Regions from separate parts of the Mus musculus genome. Here region 1 is linked to region 2. Evidence: chromatin contacts called from public HiChIP or PLAC-seq data. All regions are on one chromosome and are shown on one strand. Each heading gives the region's core, a stretch centred on a gene start, on an enhancer-like site or on the middle of the called end of the contact. The rest is flanking DNA. Distances are from core to core; before and after follow the strand shown. Region 1 overlaps Nos3 (nitric oxide synthase 3, endothelial cell). Region 2 overlaps 5031425E22Rik (RIKEN cDNA 5031425E22 gene).

Evidence for each region. HiChIP or PLAC-seq counts read pairs in DNA pulled down with a chosen protein or histone mark.
Region 1: a contact with region 2 is called in an HNF4G HiChIP or PLAC-seq map of pancreatic cancer cells. The contact joins two enhancer-like sites. A contact is called at or near these places in 2 of 39 promoter capture datasets (the C10 cell line and liver), 1 of 484 Hi-C or Micro-C datasets (Th1 cells), 1 of 115 datasets of contacts at active chromatin or transcription factors (pancreatic cancer cells) and 2 of 9 other capture datasets (adipose tissue and liver).

What each region holds. Positions count from the first base shown.
Region 1 is chr5:24,382,181-24,387,409 of GRCm38.p6, reverse strand. It overlaps Nos3 (nitric oxide synthase 3, endothelial cell), which reads right to left. Exons shown (of 26, transcript NM_008713.4): 23 at 4,764-4,885; 24 at 4,002-4,150; 25 at 3,686-3,880; 26 at 2,936-3,592. The coding sequence ends at 3,431. Atg9b (autophagy related 9B) reads left to right here. Exons shown (of 14, transcript NM_001002897.3): 7 at 1-23; 8 at 283-462; 9 at 864-1,100; 10 at 1,269-1,402; 11 at 1,561-1,657; 12 at 1,841-1,964; 13 at 2,047-2,186; 14 at 2,339-3,229. The coding sequence ends at 2,171. Among named protein-coding and RNA genes, the nearest start is that of Atg9b, 7.3 kb to the left of the region's middle. Within about 2 kb of position 3,874, at least 306 of the 459 cell types and tissues checked have an H3K27ac peak or open chromatin away from gene starts, as enhancers often do. A contact at or near this core is called in Th1 cells, adipose tissue, liver and 1 more, where this site is marked.
Region 2 is chr5:23,416,014-23,420,735 of GRCm38.p6, reverse strand. All of the region lies in intron 1 of 5031425E22Rik (RIKEN cDNA 5031425E22 gene), which reads left to right. Among named protein-coding and RNA genes, the nearest start is that of 5031425E22Rik, 15 kb to the left of the region's middle. Within about 2 kb of position 2,160, at least 443 of the 459 cell types and tissues checked have an H3K27ac peak or open chromatin away from gene starts, as enhancers often do. A contact at or near this core is called in Th1 cells, adipose tissue, liver and 1 more, where this site is marked.

The DNA.
Region 1 (5,229 bases), core at 2,625-5,124, 960 kb before region 2:
CGCAGCTGCTTCAGTACCGAGCAGTGAGTAACGGAGCCTGCAGGGAGCTATGGAATAGGCTCTATACAAAGGATTAGCCTGGGAGAAGTTGTGGGTCACATGGGCAGGGTGGGAGTGTGTGTCCATGAGGCGGCTTCGGAATGAGTGGTTGGAATCTTCAGACCTTAGAGAGTGTTCCTGGAGGCTCTGGACCCTGATCACTTGTAGGTCCCCATTGCAGCCTTCATCTGGAACATGGGTCCTTTGTATGATCTCTGCTCAGCTTCACCCCTGCTTCCTCAGGTCTCCCTCCTGGAAGAGCTCCTGTCTCCACTCCTGACCCCATTGTTTCTGCTCTTCTGGTTCCGCCCCCGTGCTCTGGAGATTATTGACTTTTTTCATCACTTCACTGTGGATGTGGCTGGTGTAGGGGACATCTGTTCTTTTGCATTAATGGATGTGAAGCGCCACGGGCATCCTCAGGTTAGAGCTCTTCTCTGACCTTAAGAAGTTGTATTGGATGGGCATTTGTTTGCTTCACTAAAGCTTGTCAGGTTTATAGAGCTCTTTGCTGGTACATTATTTTGAAATAAGTTGATAAATGGGAGCAAAGACTGCTCCCCCCACCACCACCACATGAGGGCTAGGTGGTGGAAGAGTGGAGTGTAGGATTGTCTTGTCTTAGGAACTAGGACTGCACAGGGGAGCAAACATTCAAAGCTAGCTGTATCTCAGACCAAATGCCTATGCCTTGCTCCACTGCCCTACTCCTGGATAATCTTTAAAGAGTTCCCATCGCAGCCTTCATCTATGGGGCAGTATTTTTCATCCTGCCTAGCTGAATCTTGGTGTCCCTAATACCAGAAGGACTCCCTTCCTTGCAGTGGCTTTCAGAGGGACAGACAGAGGCCTCACTCTCTCAGCGTGCAGAGGATGGAAAGACCGAACTCTCCTTAATGCGGTTCTCCCTGGCACACCCACAATGGCAGCCACCAGGGCACAGCTCTAAGTTCCTTGGACACCTTCGGGGCCGGGTACAACAAGATGCAGCTGCCTGGGGTGCTCCCTCGACTCGGAGTCCCCCCACCCCAGGAGTGCTCAGTGACTGTACATCCCCTCTGGTAAGTCCCACGCCTGCCTACCCTTTGTTCTTGCCACCCTCCATCTCTCCCTGGCATTTCTAACTTTATGTGTTACCCTGGCAGCCAGGCTCAACCCATCATATCTCTGTCCCTCCTTTGGACTCTCCCCTTATCCTTTTCTCCACCCTTTGGCTCTCTTTTGTTTAGCCAGAAGCCTTCCTTGCCAACCTCTTGGTAAATCCCCGCCCACCCCAGAGGGACCTGAGTCCCACAGCCCCCTGCCCTGCTGCAGCCACAGCCAGCCTCCTTGCCTCTATTTCACGAATGGTCCAGGACCCCAGGTGAGAGGTGGAGGCCTGAGATGCAGGGGAGTCTGGATTGGTGGTGATTCTCTGGGAGAGGGTACTAGGGTGCTGAGGAGTCTTGGAAGGTGAGGGGAAGCCTGGACTGCCTTCCTCTGTGAGGGGGCTGACTCTTAACTGGGTACATCTTGTTTTAGCTGTGTGTCCCCAGGAGGCACAGGGGGCCAGAAGCTGACCCAGCTCCCAGAGCTTGTCTCTGCTGAGATGAGCCTCCACGCTATTTACCTACATCAGGTGTGTAGAGGGACTGTGGGAAGAAGGCGAATGAAGTGAATGCTGGGAATGGGGCAGAATCTAAAAGGTTCTTAGCGGGAACTGTGAGCTCTCTGTTCCTAGCGGAGGAGCTAGGCCTTGCTTCCTGCCCCCACATATGAGGGAGCCCCTGGTCTTCATCCTTCTCCTTCTTTCACCATCTAGCTTCATCAACAGCAGCAGCAAGAACTATGGGGAGAGGCTTCAGCTTCCTCCCCATCCAGGCCCTGGTCCAGCCCTTCACAGCCAGGCTCACCTGATGAGGAGAAGCCATCTTGGTCAAGTGATGGTGAGGAGTATAGGGGATGGGAGCAAGATCCTGGTGTTTCTTGTGCATCATGACACGCTCACTCAGTGACATTTATCTCCAGGCTCCAGTCCTGCTTCTAGCCCAAGACAACAGTGGGGCACCCAGAGGGCCCAGAATCTGTTCCCAAAGGGGTTTCAGGAGAACACAGACACCCAGAAGGAGCCCCTAACAGGCCCCTTGCACTGACTGAGGATATCTCAGGTCGGTATTGCCCACATGGGGGTTAAGCAGGCAAGGATAAGGAAACTAGCTTGGGGCCAGTTTTGGTGGGGCAGAGATACTAGTTAGATCTGGGGTGGTAGGGCAGTCTCTAGGTGCCTGGAATGCTTGCTAACAGTCCTTTCCTCTTACAGGTTCTGGCTTTTCCAGCTGCAGGAAATTTGATGGGTGGCATGGAAGGACACTTGAAGCCATCTTCTGAGCTCCATTCCTATTTCCGATGACAGGCCCAGGATATTTTAGTTGGCCATATCTGGGAGTCAAAGAGGGGCTTGCCCGGAGAACAGTGAAAAAGTAGGAGATGATTGTGAGCTGAGGTAGCCTACAGATGGGCCCCACAAGTGAGGATAAGAGAACACTAGCCTGGCTGGTTGTGGAGCAGTTGCCTGGGAAGGACCCCAGTGGCCTCAAGGTGGGGCCAGGGCCCAGGCATGGTTCAACTCAGTGTTAGGGAAGTTGTTCCTGTCGACCTCCCCTTTGAGTTCCTGTGGGACTAGGGGTGGGGAATATGGAGACGGGTGAGTGGAAAAACCAGAGAGGGCTGCTGGTTTTGGACGTCAGCACTGCTGTGATAGCAGGAGGAAGTGGGTGGGACTCCTCATCCTGTACGAAACAAGCAGCAGAAATTGCTCATGGTTGAGCTGCACATCTTTGCCATGGGAATGTCTGGCACGCCCCACTCTTGGAAGCTGAGGACTGCACCTGTTCACTCAAGCGCAAAACTGTCTGTCCCTGGTTAGAAACTTTTTTTTTTTTGCAGAGTACTGGGTTACAGAGAGGTGTCTGGGACTCACTGTCAAAGAATTATTATCCCAACATCTTTACACATTAAAGCATTGAACAAGTCTCATTTTCAATCATTGTAACTCACAAGGTTTGGGTTGGGCATCTGGCATGGTCTTTTATGATAATTTTTCAATAAATACCGGGATGACTTAGACTTTAAACGTAAGATACTCCAGAGAGAGAGTTAAAGGGAGTCTACAGTCCATCAAAGCATATGAAGAGGGCAGCAGGATGCCCTAACTACCACAGCCGGAGGAACCTTCAAGATTTAGGCCGACCCCCCCCCCCCAGCCTAGGTAAACTGGAGAGAGAAGAAAGATCTTAAATTGGCAGCCTTGCAACCAATGCTGTAGGCATTCTTCAGAGAGGGTGGCTAGCCTTGGTCAACCGAACGAAGTGACACAATCCCTCTTTCCGGGAACTGGAGGGGAGGAAGACTGTCAGGAACCAGGTATTTCTGGGCCAGGCGGGTCAAAGGACCAGGGCACTGCGCCCCTCAGCTGTCGCTCCTGCAAAGAAAAGCTCTGGGTGCGTATGCGGCTTGTCACCTCCTGGGTGCGCAATGTGAGTCCGAAAATGTCCTCGTGGTAGCGTTGCTGATCCTGAGGGGAGGAAAAGAACTCAATGGATTAGAACCCGAACAGGAGCTGTCAGCATAGATCTACCCTAGCCCGGCCAGGTCTGCCCTTTCGCACCCGCAGCACGCCGATGACGTCACCGGCTTCATCCAGCTCCATGCCGCCCTCTGTTGCCAGAATTCTCTGCACGGTTTGCAGGACGCTGGTTGCCATAGTGACATCGCCGCAGACAAACATATGTCCTTGCTCAAGGCACAGCACACGGTGAACCTCCGCGGCTAGCTCTGTCCTCAGGAGGTCTTGCACGTAGGTCTAGGGACGGGCCTTGCTGTGAGAACGCCCAGGCCAGGGGCGTGCCCGGGTAAGATGGGTTTGGGAGGGGCGGGGCTTGGGAACGGCCTTGTCACGCTATCTCTACACCCGCCCCTGGTACCTTGGGGCTGCCAGGATCCCTGGAAAAGGCGGTGAGGACTTGTCCAAACACCCCACGCTGCTGGGCGTCCAGTACCTCGTCCCGGTAGAGATGGTCCAGTTGGGAGCATCGGCAGCCAAACACCAAAGTCATGGGGGCAGGTTGTAGCCCTGTGAGCAACATGGAGGTTTGGGAGGGCCCCTTCCTCTGGAACAGTCCTGGTAACCCCACCTCCAGGCCACTCAGGGTGCCAGCCAGACTTTTGGCTTGGAGCAACCACTATCTTGTCTGTTCAGCCTCTAGGGGCAAAATAGGATGCTTTCTGCCCAGACCCTTGCACACCTTTGATTTATAGAAGGAAACTGCTCTACTGGACTCAATTCTGTACACATTGCCTTGTGTGAAATCCCAGGTCTTTTTCCTCACTCCAGTCCTATCGCACACAACCACTTTGATTGACATCTCTGTGCCTGTCAGTTAATAGATAGGATCACCCCAGAGGCGTTCTGACTTCAAAAGGAATCAACCTGGAGTCGTTTTCTGTTCGAATTCCTGCTCTGTCCCTCCCTTCTCTATCCTTAATCCATTTTAAAACCTACTATATGCTGAGGGACCACCAGGAAGGCTGACAATCAGGACCCAGACTCGACTCTCCTCCCTTTCCCATTAAATATGTTTCTTTTCACCTTTGGGCCTAGTTTCTTTTATGGTCGTTTCTTCCAAGCCATTGATTTTCTGCTTGGCTTCCTTCTGACTTGCAGGTCACCCTTAGCCCAGCCTCACCTTTGATCTCAATGTCGTGTAGTCTGTCTTGCCAGAATCCCCGGAAGGGTGCAATGCCAGTCCCTGGGCCCACCAGGATGCAGGGCAAGTTAGGATCAGGTGGCAGCCGGAAGGAGGGAGCCCTAACCAGAGAGAGTCCATTAAGACCCCTTTACATCGTCACCCATGACATATCAACAAAGCTATGGCTGTACAGACAGGAAAGCCCAAGGACCAATGACAAATGAGTCTCTTTTGTTTGTTTGTTTGATTGATGGATTGATTGTTTTTGTTTTTTCCAGACAGGGTTTCTTGGGTAGCTTTAGCTATCCTGGAACTCACTATGTAGACCAGGCTGGCCTTAAACTCAGATCTGCCTGCCTCTGCCTCCAAATGTTGGGTTTAAAGGCATGCAATATCATCTGATACCACTGCCTGGCTGAGTCTTTCTCTCTCTCTCTCTCTCTCTCTCTCTCTCTCTCTCTCC
Region 2 (4,722 bases), core at 911-3,410:
GTGTTGCCTCTGTACAGTTGTCTCCAAAGATGGCTGCGTGAGAGAGGAGGGAGGAAAGGGTGATTAAAGAGCCTGTCTTAGGGAGAACATTTTAGCAATGGAAGGCAGTGTACAAATTTAGCAAGTGTAATTTTATAAGTACTCAGAAGCAGCAAATATGATCTGTTCCACCATGTGGTTTCAGGCCTAGTAGATGTCACAGAGTGACACTGCCATATATGAAAGTATTGCTGTTATGTTTGGAGATTATACTACTAGATGTAGCCAGCTAGTTTTACTGACATGACAGTACATAGTCACACACTTTTATTCCAGTCCTTTATCCTGAAATGCCTGCCTTTTTCCTCACCCCCCCCACCCCGATTTTAGCAAATTACCTCAACCTAAGCATCAAGTCAGTATTATCCAAAGTAAAATTTGAATTTTAAGCTGCATCTCTAAGCACTTGCAATACAGATTTCCCTATGAAAAGACCCCAATTACAATAGCCCAGTGCATGATACAAACTGATAAAGAGGAGCAGCTTTGAACAGTCACTGGCTTTAGAGAGCTGTGTATTGACAGTGCTGGGATGAGCAGCTACACACAGCCACATCACAGCTGAGATTTAATAGTCCCCTTCCTGAGAACGGAAAAACTGCACACTTTAAACTCACTGTACGGAGACTTGTACACTTCTGAAGATTCTATCGAGAGGGGATTCGCTGCAACAAATGATTTAACAGATTTAGAGAAAGTGCCTATCTAGTCAGCTCAATATTAGCAGATGTGCTCCATAAGTGGTCAGTTACTGGGGCTTTTAGATTATATAGGGCTTTGGTCATAGCTTGATGGTAGAGCACTTGTTTAGTATGCTTCAGGTCATGGGTTTGTCTTGTTTAGAGGACAAGTTCTCAGTGGCTGGCCTGGAACTTGCTTTATAGACTAGACTGGCCTCAAACATAGGAGATCACCTGCCTTGAGTTGAAATGTAGTCTTCGTCAGTTCCAGCACGTTTGATTCTTAGTACTGAGGGAAGGGGAGGGGTTAGGGGCTGAGTGAGGCGTAGCTCTGGGAAAGCACTGGGCTCAATCCCCAGCAAAAGTTAGGGTAGAAGTCTGTGAACCCAGCCACAATTGAAAAATAGTCCTAATAGAAAATCTAGGCATAGTGGGAAATCACTGCAGCCCCGGCTCTCAGGAAGTATGAGGAGTTGGAGACTTAGCTTTTACATAGGTTGAGAAGGTTTTTTATAAGATTGACTCCATGGTCCACATGACCTTAATGTGGGTTGCTTTTCGAGGACGAGGGTGGGCAAGAGTTTAAACGAGGTCTCAGGTGACTCAGACTGACTGACCACCAACTCAACACTGCCTCTAGAGTTACAGGCTTGGCACAATACACTGCAGGAATTCGGAACCAGAAATCCATCCTAATTAATGCTTCTGAAAGGCGGATCCCTTCTCGGAATGCTGTTAATGTGCGTAGAGTAGCATAGTGCACAGATCCTGTTAAATTCTCCATGGACACTCCTGCTTAGAAATCCTGTGCAAGGTGTTCAGATTCTAAGAGAAGGCTGACAAATAATGAAGCTTAGACATAATGGTGCCCTAATGGGACTAAATAATTTTATTTTTTAAAGGCGAGGCGTGGTTCGTGTAATTCAGGCTGGCCTCGAAATCACTTGGTAGTCAAAAGATCAACGCCTTTTTTTTTTTCCTGTTTCTAGCTCAGGTTACAGGCATACATCACCATGCCTGTAACGCGCAGCTAGCTATTCTAGCGTTTAATGTTCTTGTAGCTTTCAACTGGAGTGATCCTTTCCCTAACTGACATTAGAAATTAGTCCAGTAAAAGTGGCCTGAGTGAAAAGCTGTAGGAAAGGATTTTTCTTTAGTGAGAAGTACTGAGGATCCATTCTCTTAAGCCCGGTTTGATTGACGAGTGGTTCAGTAGCTTAGTTTTGACCTTTTGTAGTAATCGGGCTTTTACCGTATAATACCTATAGCCGGCGTGTCCTAACCATGGATAAAACCAAGCTACCCCGTTGTGGCTGCCAAATTTTACACCAGAGGAAAAACACCTCTTGGCGAAGCATAGCGTGGGCTTGTGCTCTAGACCTCAAGCCTTGAGTCCCACAGTGACAGAGCGAGTGCTTGTACCACAGAGCAGGGCGTTTCCCCGGCGCTGTCTGCGTCACGGCGGCTGCCCTTCCGCTCGGGAGAGCAGCTGCGGGAGCTGCGCCTGCAGGCTGGCCGGGTGCGCGGCGCTCGAGCCGGGCGGCGTTTTCCTGGGACCTTCACGGAGCAGAGCGACGAGGCTACATACAGCGGCCGAGCTTATCCCTTCTTTAATCCTCGCTGTAAAGCACCGTAGTGCAGCTTCCTGCTTAACTCGGTCGTCTGAGCTTCCAGCTCACATTTTGAGCCCAGTGCAGCCGCCATCTTCCGGAAATGCTGATGGTGGTTAGTCTGCGCCCAGTGGAAATAACAATTTTTTTGCTTTTGTTTTTGAAGCGGTCTTGCATTTGGCCCGATCTTTTTGAGGACTTGGGTTACAGAATTACATCATGCCTGGTTAGTTTCATGATGCTCAGTTTGGGGAAGTAGAGCAGTGTCCTTGTTGAAATATAATCTCTTTAGTCCAGCCTTTTCTCACTTAAATTAGATTGATGGATTAAATGAGATAATGTATACCAGATATGCAGTAGTAACTAACAGAGAAAGAAGGGAATGGTGGGTGGGGGAGTTGCGGGGGCGGGGGGATGATTAACTTTGCTGGGTATCACCACCTAAAACATGAAGGTATGGAGAAGCATGCTGTAGCACATGAGTGTGTATTTTGACAGCTCTTCAGTATAACTGATCCCTCCAAAGCAGACTTTACTGGCTTCTGGTTTCTAAGGGATGCTTCTTTTTTGTGTGGCTTCCTTTTTTGCAGGTCCATACTGAATAAATATGCTGTAGGGTGATGGACAAGGCCAAGTTGGGTAGTCCTACCATGATTTTAGTTTACAGGGAAAAATCAGGCTGAGTTTAAGTACATTGTAGGTTTCTAGGTGTTAGAAGTTTTCACACATGTGCCCGTTTATTTTTAGGGCGCGGCTTCACTGTTTGGCTAGGTGGTTTAGAACTGGGTATAGATTAGGGGACAAAAGCAGGAGTGAAGTCGCTTGGGGTTTGTTGTTGTTTTGCTGTTTTAGGTGCACTAACGATGTAATAATGTGTTTGGGATAACTTAGGAGGCAGCGATGAAGATTTAAACAGTAAAAGATTATTACACAAAAAATAACCCCAAACTTGTGCTTTACCGCGGACCCACCAGGTTGGAATATACAGGGAACAGTTGGACCATCCCTGTTTCAGGCTGGGGGTTTGATTTCTTTACACTTGCTGTCTACAAATCTCTGCAGGACACCAAACCCACGACTGAATGACACAGCCAGCATCCACAATTCACACAGAGAGGTAAAAATGTCAGATCCCCACACCAGTTGAACCAGAAGTTCTTTGTACATTAGAACATTTAATGGGAAACTGCATATGAACTGTAAAGTGTAAATACAGTCTGATTGGGATTAGAAGAGCCCTCTTGTTTAAAGCCTTGTTGATGGGGAGGAAGCCACACAGTAGAGTATACTTGCAAATAATAGAAAGGTCAATCTAGTACAGACTTAAGATGTACTATTTATGTAAGCTATGTTAACAGTAAAAATACAAACCAAAATGAAACAGGCGAGGAGAGTTGTGGCTCAGTACTACTCGCCTGGCAACGCTGCACGGACAATCATTTAAAAATGCTGATGTGGAAAGATGGCTATCGTAGGCCTTGAAGTGATATTTACAAGATAATCCTAATTTTGCTTTAAAAAAAAAAAACCTCAGTATGTATTTGTGTGCACTTACTAAGGTGTTAGTGCCCTGCAGCTGTCAGGGTGCTGGATCACCTTGCCTGTCTATTTGTGACCTTAAATGTTCAGTGAAAATGTGTGACAGTGGAGAATAATAAAATATATTTTGTAAATCTGGTTGCTTGCATAAAATGAGTATTCTGTTGAGGAAAGAAAAGGTGGCACGTCAATAAATCAAAAAATAAAAATATTCAGAAATCAGGCATTCTGGGTAGAAGATATTTTCTCTAGATTTCAATTAAATATGAATGTTTGTTTCTGTTTTTAAAAATATGTACGAATTTTACTTGTCTAAAATAAAATTTAAAAGAAATGGTGTCTCTATTTAGTTCCTAGGATTTGACCTTAGGGCTCAGTAGTAAAGTATGTGCGTTCCCCAGCACCACCCCCTGAATACCGAGACCCGTGGTGTGAGCTGAAACTGCGCACATTCATTCCCCCAAGCCACACCCTGAATACTGAGACCGAGGTGTGAGCTGAAACTGTGTGCATTCATTCCCAGTGCCACACCCTGAATACAGAGACTGTGGTGTGAACTTAACTGGATAATCTAGTTGTTCCCACCTAAGTTACTTGCACTTTCTCTGTCACTATGCAGCAAAGAAAACGCCTAAGTGAAAGGCACCTTGTACAGCAGTCAGTATCAAGTAGAAACAGATTATTAATTGCTCGACATACAGCTTCAAGCTTTGGGGGGCTTGAGGTCTTTTGTTGTTCTTCTCTTCCTTAGTTGGAGGGACAAGGGTACACAACACCTTATCATAAAATGCATCATGCTTCTTCTGAGGAGAGCCTTTTTGGCTTGAAGCCATAGCTGATTATATATCTTGTAC